Linked DNA regions of Anas platyrhynchos: region 2 is linked to region 1. Evidence: chromatin contacts called from public Hi-C data. All regions are on one chromosome and are shown on one strand. Each heading gives the region's core, a stretch centred on a gene start, on an enhancer-like site or on the middle of the called end of the contact. The rest is flanking DNA. Distances are from core to core; before and after follow the strand shown.

Evidence for each region. A called contact is a pair of places that touch in the nucleus more often than the background predicts.
Region 2: a Hi-C map of skeletal muscle shows a contact between it and region 1, with 1.8 times the contacts expected there. The contact joins the promoter of NPPC here to the enhancer-like site in region 1. A contact is called at or near these places in 5 of 8 Hi-C or Micro-C datasets (F5 follicle, liver, skeletal muscle and 1 more).

Annotation. Positions count from the first base shown.
Region 1 is chr9:9,797,294-9,803,287 of IASCAAS_PekinDuck_T2T, reverse strand. DIS3L2 (DIS3 like 3'-5' exoribonuclease 2) reads left to right here. Exons shown (of 22, transcript XM_027464181.3): 9 at 45-292. Among named protein-coding and RNA genes, the nearest start is that of DIS3L2, 79 kb to the left of the region's middle. Within about 2 kb of position 1,612, at least 1 of the 8 cell types and tissues checked has an H3K27ac peak or open chromatin away from gene starts, as enhancers often do.
Region 2 is chr9:9,882,739-9,888,339 of IASCAAS_PekinDuck_T2T, reverse strand. NPPC (natriuretic peptide C) reads right to left here and starts at 1,256. Exons shown (of 3, transcript XM_027464223.3): 1 at 871-1,256. The coding sequence starts at 1,137.

The sequences.
Region 1 (5,994 bases), core at 363-2,862:
GTTTCTCTCAACATACTAACTATAGAAAGCTTTGTCTCTTCCAGGTGGTCTATATTTTAGAAAAGAAGCATTCCCGAGCAGCTACAGGCTTCATCAAGCTTCTGGCAGACAAGAATAGCGAACTCTTCAGGAAGTGTGCCATGTTCTCACCTGTGGACCACAGAGTGCCAAGGGCCTACGTGTCTTTAGCTGATTGCCCTTCAGACTTTGTGGCCAGACCTGAGGACTATTCAAACATGCTCTTCATCTGCCGGATAGTGGACTGGAAAGAAGACAGCAACTTCGCAACAGGGTATGTCGCTGCCGTTGGAAGTAGACATAAATGAGATTTTTAGTCAAGAGTTCTTGGTCTCACTTACTTTGCATACAATAGAGACATGAATCTGTTAACAAGATACTTGTGTGTCTCTTGTAGTTAGTGGACGAGCTCAGGTGAGGCTAAGGATAGCTTGTTGCTAGTTATGTCTTATGGCTATGACGTTAACTTCTTTCAGTGCTTGCTTCAGTGTGTTGGCACATCACAGCAGTAATGAGTTGTATGGTCTTTGCTCAGACAGCTTGCAGACTAAAGGGAGCACACTCAGGTACTTAGCCTGACCGGCACAAGCTTTGTAGGGTGCTGGCATCCTTTCAGTTTTTCATGCTTTATATAAGAAGAGTACAAAGTGTGTAGGCATTTCACTGCCAGAGCAAGAAGGTCAGTAGCAGCAAGGCTCATATGGTTTTCAAGCCTTTGCTGTTAAATAGAAAAGTCCCGAATTTTGTGGTATTTTAATTTGCATTGCTTCAAGGAACGATGTTAGAAATCAAGAATCTTATCTGCTCCTGAAGAACTCTGTGCTTTTCAGGAGGCACTGTAAAGCCATTGCTGTCAAGAGTTCAAAACACAGGCACTGCTGTGAAGGAGGGAGGAGGTTTTAAGCCAGGTTACTCAAATAGCCTGTGCTGAGCTGGATCCAGATTGCAAGTTCATTTTGTCTTTCCTTCATGAAGACTGTGTAGTTCTCAACTTTTTTACTCTTTCTTGGGAACAGCTGCTGTGTGCCAAGCACTCACCTGGAGCAGCCACACAGTTTCCTATTGAAAGGGCCTCAATAAGTAATGGTGGACATTAATAAATCTTTTTAGTTATCTTGGAAAAAGCTGATTTAGTTGGTGATCCAGAGTAGTTAGCTCTGACCTGTGGCAATGCTGTGGCCAAATTTTAAAGGTGATTGCGATCTGGATGTAATCTGGAATATATACAGTAGTGGGAGTTGGGCATAAAGCCACTTTCTCTTCCTCTTGCAAAACTGTTGTGACGGGGTAGCACAGATGATGTACAGTGTCAGCACAGTAGTGTTTAGAGTCCTCAATTCAAACTGCTGGTAAAACTTAAAACTTACATAAAGCTTTTTTTTTTTTTTTTTTAAATTAACTGTGTTGGCAGGGACCTATCAGCCCTAAGACGAAAAGTAAAGTAAACTAAACTGAAGTCCCTGTTTCCCTGAGGGTTGTTTTTGTTTTGTTTTTTGAGTTCGTTATCGTTTGTGGCTGCTTTGTGTGCCCAGTAATAGCAAGTTTCACATGTGCTTCTTGAGAGCCACATGAGCGATTAGGTCACTCCGTATTTCCTAGCTAAACTGCTGTGCATGAACTGAAGTGGCCTCCCTTTCAGCCCCACTTAACTTGGGGCTGGCTGTGCTGTGAACTTCACTGTGACTAAGTTTCATACTGGCAGAGGTTTTTTGTCGTCTGACTCCAACAGAGAAAAGGCTGGAGGGTGATTGTACTGCTTGACATCTTGTCATGAACAACCCCCTTTTCTAGTAGAAACAGGGGAAATTAGGAGGATGGGCTAATGTCTTTCTTCTTTGGTTAACGCATGTTTCTTTATTTTGAGCTTCTGACAGCATTGTATATTCTCATCTGGATGTTTTGGTAGTTTCCAAGATGTAAAGGGTGTTGTCAGGAAAGAAAACTTCAATGATTGTCTTCATACATAGTCGTTTCCTTTGGGACTCAGCTGCACTCCAGTAAGTGCCTTGTTGAGATGGGAGCATAAAACCTTGGTGACCCGTTTTGTTTTTTTTTTTAAGGGGTAAATATGTGCTTGTGTAGACACTGCAACACAAGGAAACCTCTTGAAGGTCCCAAAAGTTCATGTTTGTTTTTTGACAAAAAACAACGTTTATAAGCTGGCCATCTTGCAAGTCACGGCCCACCTGAAGGAGAAGCGAGCAGGTGACCAGCAGCTCATTGCATGCTTGGTTTTCTGAACTTTCATGGCCTGGTGGCTAGGTAAGGAAGCTGAAGCCCCAGCCCCAGTTTTGTTGACTGGAGAGCTGTCACCACATCCTCCTGGGTCTGTTTCTTCTCTGATACAGGCACAGCCAATTTTGCAAAGTTGTTGTGGCTCGTTTGATAGAATGGGCCATTAACATAATGGTTCCTGAACAGGCAGTCAAGTGAGTTTTCCTTCCTGTTCTTGTTGCCCCTCGTAGCAGTGTCATGCTGTTTGGGTTCAAATGCTCCTATCCCCACTGCCTGCACTAGGGGAATCGGAAGGATGAGGCACTTTTAGCTCCCTGTAGCTCTGGGGACAGTCCCTGTTGTGACAGTGTGCCCCTTAGTTCTGTCCCACAGACTTCATGTTATGCCTTTGGTGGTACCACCACGGTTTTGAAGGTGTCTGGACTAAGGAGCCTGTGGATCTTCATGCTGTGCCATGGAAGTCTACTGGCAGTGCAACAAGGAAAACTCCCGCTGAAGTTGGCAGTAATTTCTCCTGGATGTTTTGGGTGTTTTCAGGTACTTTCCATCCTGCAGCTGAACTCCCGCAGGCTGGTCGTGCACCTTCCTCGCTTTCCTTTTCCCTTGGGAATTTGGGAGCTTGAGCTGTGTTTCCATGCACATACTGTCTATGTTCTAGTCCTCAATTTGGCCGTGTGTGGCTGGAGTGTGGTTGGCCTAGCCAAGGGTTTCCATGACACCGGCCACCCAGGGGGGTCACCTGCACAGGGGGAAACCTGGCAGCCCCTTGGAGGTCCCCTTGGGGAGGGGGTGTGTTTCTGTGTCGTGATTGCCACCTGGTGGTCACCAGTGAGACATGGTCCCCTCTGAAGGCCACCCTGTCACCCTGACCACGCTGTGGGAAGGAGCAGGGAGGACCCAGTGGCTCCATGTCCCGCTGGTGATGCCATGAGCGTGTGCTGCCGTACTCCTTTCTGCATGCCATGTGATTTTACTGTGGCAGTGAAATGCCACTTAACTCTACCTGCCTCAGGTAGCAGATAAAGCAGAACAGCTCCAAAATAGTCTCCTTTTTCAGATAAATATTACAGGTACTGCCACATACAGTTGTTTTTCTGGGAACCTTTTGTCAGTGATGGAGTCCAAGGCTGTTTGGAGTGTTAGTCCAGACGTCTCCACACTTTTGGAGATGGCTAAGGTAGAGTCTTTACTTCTCGCCACCACAGTATGATGATGGATTAAACTATTTAAAAATAAATAAAAAATTGGATCACAGACTCCCTTTGTGTAGCTTTTCATCAAAGTGATGCATGGGTTTCGTGGCTGCTCTTGCTCAGGGCCTTGGATATTGGTCTGTCAAGGTGACATGATTTGTCACGGGATTTGCAATAAAATGAAACATTGCAGGATGCTGTTTCACTCATTGCTCTTCCCAAAACCATCCAGGCAGCTTCAATTCCCTCCATTTCTGGGCATTTTATTCCATTCTTTTTGAAATCCAGAATGAATTCACTGTGAGGGGCAATGACTAGATACCTTGGGCAGCTCACGGTGAGGCAGGAGCGAAGGTGTGACCCCTGAGCAGTATAGCTCTGTTGGAAAAACACCTTTCAGAAGTGGTTGTCTGTGAGGAAAGCTGTTCCCTTGGGGCAGGTGATCACCATCCTGATCTGCAGCGTGGGACGATGGCCCTGCCAGTGTGGGGAGCACGATGCTCTTCCTGCGCTCTGGTGGCGGGTGGCCTGGAGGCTAAAGTGGAGCTGGAGGTGCTGACAGCTTGGGGACACAGCTCTGTTGCTCCATGACCCTGCAGCCACCTTCCACTGTGTTCCTTCCACTCAGTAAGGTTTTTAAATCGTTACTGAAGTTATTCTCTCCCGTTTGGGAGCCTGCCTGGCTCTCAGAAAGAATCAAGCCTTATATAATTACGTGTGGTCTTTTTGGAGAGTTCTTATCACGTAACCTTTGACCACATTGGCAAGTTTCAGCAGAATCTGGGGAACGGAGAGGGCTCAAATGTATGTTTGTGGCAAGGACAGGCTGCATAGACTCCATCGGTGTCACCACACAGGGGCAGATGGCAGCAGGAGGGTGGCTCTGCCCCAGACGTACTCCCATGGGAGATCAAGCTGTGGTGAGCTGGCAGCTCGGAGCAGCTCAGTGAGCTCGCAGATACAGCTGGTACCCTTCACTTCGTGCCTCCCAAAGCCCCAACTGCAGCAGGTTCCTGTCGGTGCTTTCCCTGCCTGCGTACTACCTGTGCCTGACGTCAGCACGAGGGTATTAAAGCGGCCCTCCAGGGTGCTCTAATACCCTCCCATCAACGTCAAAGTAAAAGAAATGTTTACGTCTGTAACCATCATCATTTTTTTACCTTCTAACATTTTGGAGAAGAAAAAACACACTCAAGCCTGGGGTGTCGCAGACACCGTGACTCCCGGGGAGTGAGTGTCTGACCGCCCCTGGGCCCTGTGCCTCTTGTTGTTTATAAGCCTCTTGAACTATTCTTGCTACCCTTGGTGGCCGCAGAGCCCCATGAGCGAGCCTGGCTGTTACTCCGGGGCCGTCGATGATCCTATATGCGTTACCTTTGATCACATGCTATCCTGTCAGCTTTTTGCTCTGATGCAAGTCATCATGTCTGTGTGACTGTAACATGGCCCCAATTAAAGTCCGCTGTACACTTCTTGTTTCAAGGCACTTGGGAAATGTTCCCTGGAACACTGTAAATCAAATGTTAATTACTATTAAACAATATTAGTCCTATATCAAACCTCTGGGTAAACCCCTTATGGTTCATAATCTAATTTCAGTAAACGGATCAAGAGAACATGGGTTTCAAAACTGAGCTGGAAAGCACTCTGGCATTAAAAGGCGCTTTCCATGACTTGTTGTATGGACCTGCAGCCACCCTCTGAGTGTGCTGCCCTTCCGAGAGAAGGGGCACCCAAAGTTCAAGCATATGCCATTTCTTTTTGATAGGGCACTGTGTCCTTTTTTTTTTTTTTTCCAAAAAATAATAATAATAATAAAAAAATCTGATCCATCTGGTCAGGGAAGTTTTCTGAGTCAAATTTCTTCTTTTGCATTATGGAGTTTGGTGCAAGGCACGAGGTTGAAGCGCAGGCTCCGTGCTCGTGGTGCTGGTGAGGGTGCTCCTGGGGGGCAGCAGCCTCATCCTTCCAAAGTCTCCCAGCTCTGCATTAAAAGTTGGAAATGAAGTGGTAATTTCTCTGGTTTATTGTTACTGCTGAGAGAGAGGGAGATAAAACTGATGCCTCGTTTATTTACATTAAAATAAGGATCAGACTGGGACCGAGCTGGAGAAACGGAGAATTAAGCCTCGATGCCAAATGCGCACGTATTTCTGCCATACAGTTTGTACATAAAATTGAAACAATGGAGGGAAATATCTTTTATCCTTGTTTTCATTTTTAGTTTAAAGCTGGGCAATGTGAACTCTACAATTTACCACACCACAAAGCGCACAATCCTTTTCAGCATATTACCCAACGTGACAGGTTTATTACGCAGCCCTTCCCGGCGTGAAGAGAGATAGCTTTGCTCCCATAAAGAAGATGGGCTTGCTTGCGCTGCACGGATGGGGTTTGTTCTGTGGCTTTATGGCACATTTGAAGCCCTGAGAGCATCTTGCTCGTCCAAATGACAAGCACACTGTTTTGGCCCCAATTTTGGAAAGCAATTAGTGCCTGTTCTCACTCATTAGAATTAAAGCAGAAGGATCAATATCATGATTGTGTA
Region 2 (5,601 bases), core at 7-2,506, 85 kb before region 1:
TGGGGTCACAGAGCCCCCCCCCCACAGCCCTCAGGCTCCTTCATGCTGAGGGGGGGGCTCCTGCTTCTGTGGGGGTCGCAGTGGTGCGGGGCTGCACCCCGATTTTGTGGAGTCAGGGGGATCAGGGGCCCCCTTCTCCGGGCTGCTGCCCCCACCCTGTTAGTGCTCTCTGCCCCCCCTTGTCCTCCAGTCCCAACTCATCTCTGAGGGCACCCCCCCATCCCCACTGCCCCCCATCTCCCAGGCCTCCCCCCTGTCCCTTTTGGGGCTGCAGCTCGCCCCCATTTATCTCCCCGGCTCCCCCATATCGCCCCTTTCTCTTCACCAACACCCCCATCCCCCTCCCACCCCCCATCCCGTGTCCCCTGTCTGTGCCAGGTCCCCACACAGGTGTCGGTGGCCTCCCGAGCATCCTCCTGCTCCGCAGCACCGCGGGACACCCAGCTCCTGGGGACACCCGCTTTTGGGGTGCCCCATGCCCAGGGGATGCTGTGGGTGTCCCTACACGGGCTCTGGCCTCACACCGTGCACCTGCACACACGATCTGGGGGTCTCATCCATCCCCAGCACCCCAAAACACAGCGGGGACCCTGGGGTGACCAGGGTGGGGGCCAGGGGCTGGCAGGTCCCCGCCTGGCTGTGAGGGGTACGGGGTGCGCAGCATCCCCCTCCAGATGAAGGTTTGGGGCTGGCGTCCCTGAGACACACACACACGGGACAGAAAGGGGGGATCCCCTAACACCTAAAAAACCCCCGGGAAAGAGGACCCTGCCGTGCACCCCAGGGTGCCCCCCACATCTCCCCCTTCACCCTTAGGACGCTTTTGGGGGGAGCAGCGCCGGGAGAGCAGCGGGGCAGAGGCAGCCTTACCTTCTGTGGGAGCTGCGACGCCGGCTTCGCCTCCAGCCTGACGGAGAGCAGAGCAAGTAAAAGTCCACCAGCCAGCAAGGGTGAGATCTGCATCCTGCGGGGCAGCACGAGCGGGGACGGGGGGCCTGGAGGCACCGGGGAACGGAGGGGAGCCCCCGGGGAGAGGCCGGGACGGGTGGGAGTCAAAGTTGAGAGCGGAGCCCCGAGGTCCCTCCAGCCGCTTGCGAAGTGCCGAGCCAGTGAACTTGGGCTTTCTGCTTCATTCATTTATAACCCAACCTGCGTGGTGATGTCATCTAAACAACCAGGTCCAAGCCGGCCTCCTTCACAATAGCAGGAATTTAAAGGGGGGGTCCCCTCACCCCTGGCAGGAACAAATGACACATCAGCCCAAGGCGGCAGGCTCGGGGAGCTGGAGAACAAACAAAAAAAAAAATAAAAAAGAAAGCGGGGGGCATTTGGCTGAGCCCCCCACAGCACCCCCGGGCCCCCCTGGGAGCTGCCTGCCCTCCCCTTGCCCCTCCGCCCCACAGCCCCTCGGCTCCCCCCGCTCCCCTGGGTGACCCCCACGGAAGGGCAGGGGGTGGCTGCTGCAGGATGCAGGGGGGGGTCCCGGAGGGGGGTTAAGTCCCAAAGGCAGAAATGAGTGAAAAAAAGAAGAAAAAAAAACCCCACACTTTTTAATTTTCTACTTTTTTTTTCCACATCCAGGGTTAATTCAGAATTAAACCTCCCAGATCCCTGTTTGCCAGGAGAGGGGGACACTGCCCTCCCCGGCAGGGGCTCTGGGGACACACAGGGACGTGGTGACAGTGGTGCTGCCCGTGGGCACACAGGTGGATGCCTCGGCTCGGAGGGGGGACCTGACCTCTTCCTCTGCTCCCCTGGTGGGTTTGGGGGGCTTGATAACCCCCGGACATGGGGCTTGTGACAACTGCAGCTGATTTCCTCTGCAGGACACAGTCAGCATCACACGGTCACTGCTGGGGACAGGACTCACGGGGACAAACCCAGCCGTGCAGCCCGGCCACCAGCTCTCCCACCTGCTGCCCGAGCTGGAGGCTTCGGGCTGGGACACTGGGGGTCAGCCCCGGCTGCTTGCAGGGGCTTGGGACACACGTCCGAGGGCAGGATTTGTGCCTCCAGCACCGTGCCTGGCACCAGGACCTCTTCCTGGCAGTGCTGAGAGCGCCCAGCCCCATCCCCAGCCCCCCAAACCGCAGGGATGCTCTTCGTGCTCAAGCAGAGAGGTGCCCCCACGTCCCTGCCCCGAGAAAAGGGAAAACTCCGGGCTCTTTCCCCTCTCCCCAGGGTCAGCTCCAGGCCAGTCCCTTCCTCCTGCAGGAGCTGCCCCATCTCTGGGTCTCTCCAGGCTATGCTTTGCCTCCACGGGGGGGGGGGTTGGCAGGGCTCCTTGGGGGTCTGTGGTTTTCTGCTCCACAGCCCGGGCTACTGGGCACAGGCCACTTTGCAGGGAATCGTCTTTTCAGCTCCACGCGAACGGGAGCTGGAAGGAGAAGGTCTCGGTGGTTTTTCCATTGCGCCTGCCAGGTGGAGACAACTTGGGCTTTTTGGAGCGCAAAGTTGTGCTTGGGCATTCGTCTGCGTGCAGGCAGATAAAGGCGATGGAGGTAGCGTTACAGCCGGCCCCGGGTGCCAGGTAACCGCGGGGGCAGGCACGGAGCAGAGAGGCCCCCTTCTTTCCTCCCGGGGCTCGGTATTCACCTCCCGCAGCCTCTCCCAGGCAGCAGGAGGGATGCTCTGCAGCACTGCCCCGCTTGGGGAAAAATCCCAAAGGGAAGGGGAGCCGGGCTGCGGGTCCCTGCAGCCTGGGGCTGGTGCACGAAGTCCCAGGGTCCTGCCTGGATGCTGAGAGCAGCCCCGGCTTCTCCCAGGGGACCCCAAAGCGAGGAAGAAGCCAGGGCATGGGGTTGGGGGCACTGCCCGGGGAGGAAGGGCTGCAAGCTGCTGGCTGCGAGCCCCCCAGCAGCCGTGGGACGAGGGGAGGCAGGCGGCTGTGGCTCTGCAAGCCCCGTGCTGGAGCATCCCAGCGTGGCCACCAGTGCCACAGCACGGCCGGGTCCTGCCGCCGCCGCCGCGCTCCGCCAGGCTTCCACCGGCGTGGTTTTCATTAGCGTGTTTTCTTTGTCACACCGCGCACAGCCTCGGATCTGGGGAGGGAGGTTGGGGGGGTGTGGGGGGACTGTTCTTTATAAATCCAATTAGTGTTGTTATTCAAATCACTCCGCCTGCCCTGCCGAAATGAGCTGCAGTCAGAGACGTGGCGCACACAAAGCCCTTAACCAGAACCAGACCGAATCCACCGGCGCGGCTTCACGGCGGCAAAAAAACTCCTGGGGGGGAGAGAAGGGATGGGTTGGAAGGGGTTAAAAGCAGGGAAACCTTTTGCTTTTTGGGATGGGGGCCTGACAGCCTTTAACCCTTGAAGGGATGGTGTCTGTGTGGCTGGGGGCTTCCCCTAGGCTCCGGCTCAGCGTGACCAGGAAGGATGGAGAGCTGGGGGCCAGGTGTCAAGATGTGAAGGTGTGAAAGGTGTGAAAATCCCCACGTGAGTGCTCTGCATGTCACCTAACGTCCCCGTGTGGCAGCAGCTGGGTGTGAGGTGTCCCCGTGTCACTCTGTCAAGCTCAGATCCGAGCCGCTCGCCCCTCTCCTGAGAGCATCACCCAAGGTGCGAGGAGCCCCGCGCTGCGCGGAGCTCTGCCCCTGGGCTGCGAGCGATGGGAAGCTGCAGAAAGCAGGGAGCTGCTTGCTGCGGGGCTGAAAATTAGGAAAAGCCACCGAGCGGCCCCACAGCGGGCTGCCTGCTGAGGGGAGAAGCGGGGGATGCCGGAGGATGGATGGAGAGCGATTCGTGGAGCGTGACTGGTGCCAGCGTGATGCGGGGCGGGGGGAGGTGGTCGCGGTGTCACCGCACGTGGTGACAGCGTGGGTGTTTCTGCAGAACTGCTGCCTGATCCCACAGGAGGAGTGAGTGATGCTGGGGGGAGCTGGCTCCTGTAAAACCCCTCGGGATCCACACTGCTGAAGTGCCAGGTTTGGCTCACGTCCCATGGGGTGACCCCTGAGAGGGTTTAAAACACGACCGAGCGCCGGCTTAAAATCAAGGCAGAAACGTGGATGCCAGCCCCAAGGAATGTCAGGAGGACGTGTGTCCGGGCTGTGCCCTGCACGCCGGGATGGAGCAGGCGAATCCCCCTCCGGCAGCACCCCGTGGCAGTGCCCAGGAGCAAGATGTGGGCTGGCAGCTGCCGAGAGAGCACCACGGGGGGGGGGGTTCAAGGTGATGTGACGGGAGATTTCATCAGCTCGCAGTTTTCTACAGGTTTTGCAGTCCCTCTCCGGGGGTCTGGAGCCTGCAGGCTCAGCAAGAAGCAGTTTCAAGGGGGAATTTTTCAGGCTCCGTGGACAGATTTCTGGGAAACCACCAGCCCCGAGGGCAGGGGCAGCCAGGGGCTGGGGTGTTTGGATGCCGGGAGCCCCCCCAGAGCAGGAGCCCCCGTGGGCTGCGGGTTCCTCTCCAGCCACCGGCCCGGGTCTCTGCGCCTGCAACGCCGATGGCAGCTTTCGGCCTGTTTGAACATCCCCGGTGTTTATTTTGGATGCTTCTGCTGGATGAGGTATTACAGGAAACACTAAATGGTTTTATATTTTCCCCCCCGTCTCCTTTGGGTGTAGGAGAAGGCTCTGGTCCAGGACACACGCGCGTCCAACATCCCCTCGTCCCAAAGCGGCACCGGGATGGGGAGCTGCCCTGATGGAGCAGGAGGGGACGGGGCCACGCTGTCCCTTCCCAAAACCCACAGGGTAGGGAGGGCAAGGGGAGAAGGGAAAGCCCTGTGCTGGTGCTGCCATTTGGGGTTTGCCACGCTGAGGTACCCGGGATGCTCCAGCCACCTCCCGACTTCCTGGGTGTTTCTTCTCCCCAGGGCTGCGTGGGGATGGCTGTGCTCCAGGGCTGGAGTGGAAACATGACTTCTCAGGCTTTAATTGAACGTTAAAAAAAATAAATAAAAAATGAGGCAATTACGATGCACTGGTGAGTACACGCTGTGAGTCTCCCCCTGTGTCAGCCACAGAGGATGTGAATTGCGTCGCCTCCAGCTGCCAGCAGCAGCTCTGCAACTAACGCAGGAGAAGGTTGTTGGGATTTTCTGACCTAAATGCCACGTTCTTCTTTGTCCTCCCTTTTCCAGATGATTACCCTCAATAAATAAATAAATAAATAAATAAATGGGGGTCTGGGAAAATATCAGCTGCAATAAGCCCTCAGAATCAGCCTAATCCTGTTGGTTTGGGCACTGAGCATCCTTTTGGGAAGGGCTGTTGCCCGAAGAGGTGATGGCCAGGGAAGGCCAGCGGTGGGATGTCACCGCCACGCTTGTCCCCACAGAGGAGGAATGAGACCAGAGGGCGCTGAGCCTCATGGAGAGCCATCGGGGAGGCCCCCGCAGACCACAGGGGGAACAGACACCCAGCCTGGCCCCAATATTCCCCCCGCACCACCCCCATAGCCCCGGGGCTCTGCCGTCAGCGCCGCGGGCACGGGCACGTCGGGGCCAGGTTCTGGCTGGCCGTGGCTTGGCAGCACCTCCCACGCCTGGCTCGGAAGAAACCCCGCAGCACTGGCTGCTTTGCCCTGCACGCCCCGAGCTGATTTCCAAGGAACTGCTGGGAATCCTGCTTGGCATCGGTCCTTTGGGGCGAAAC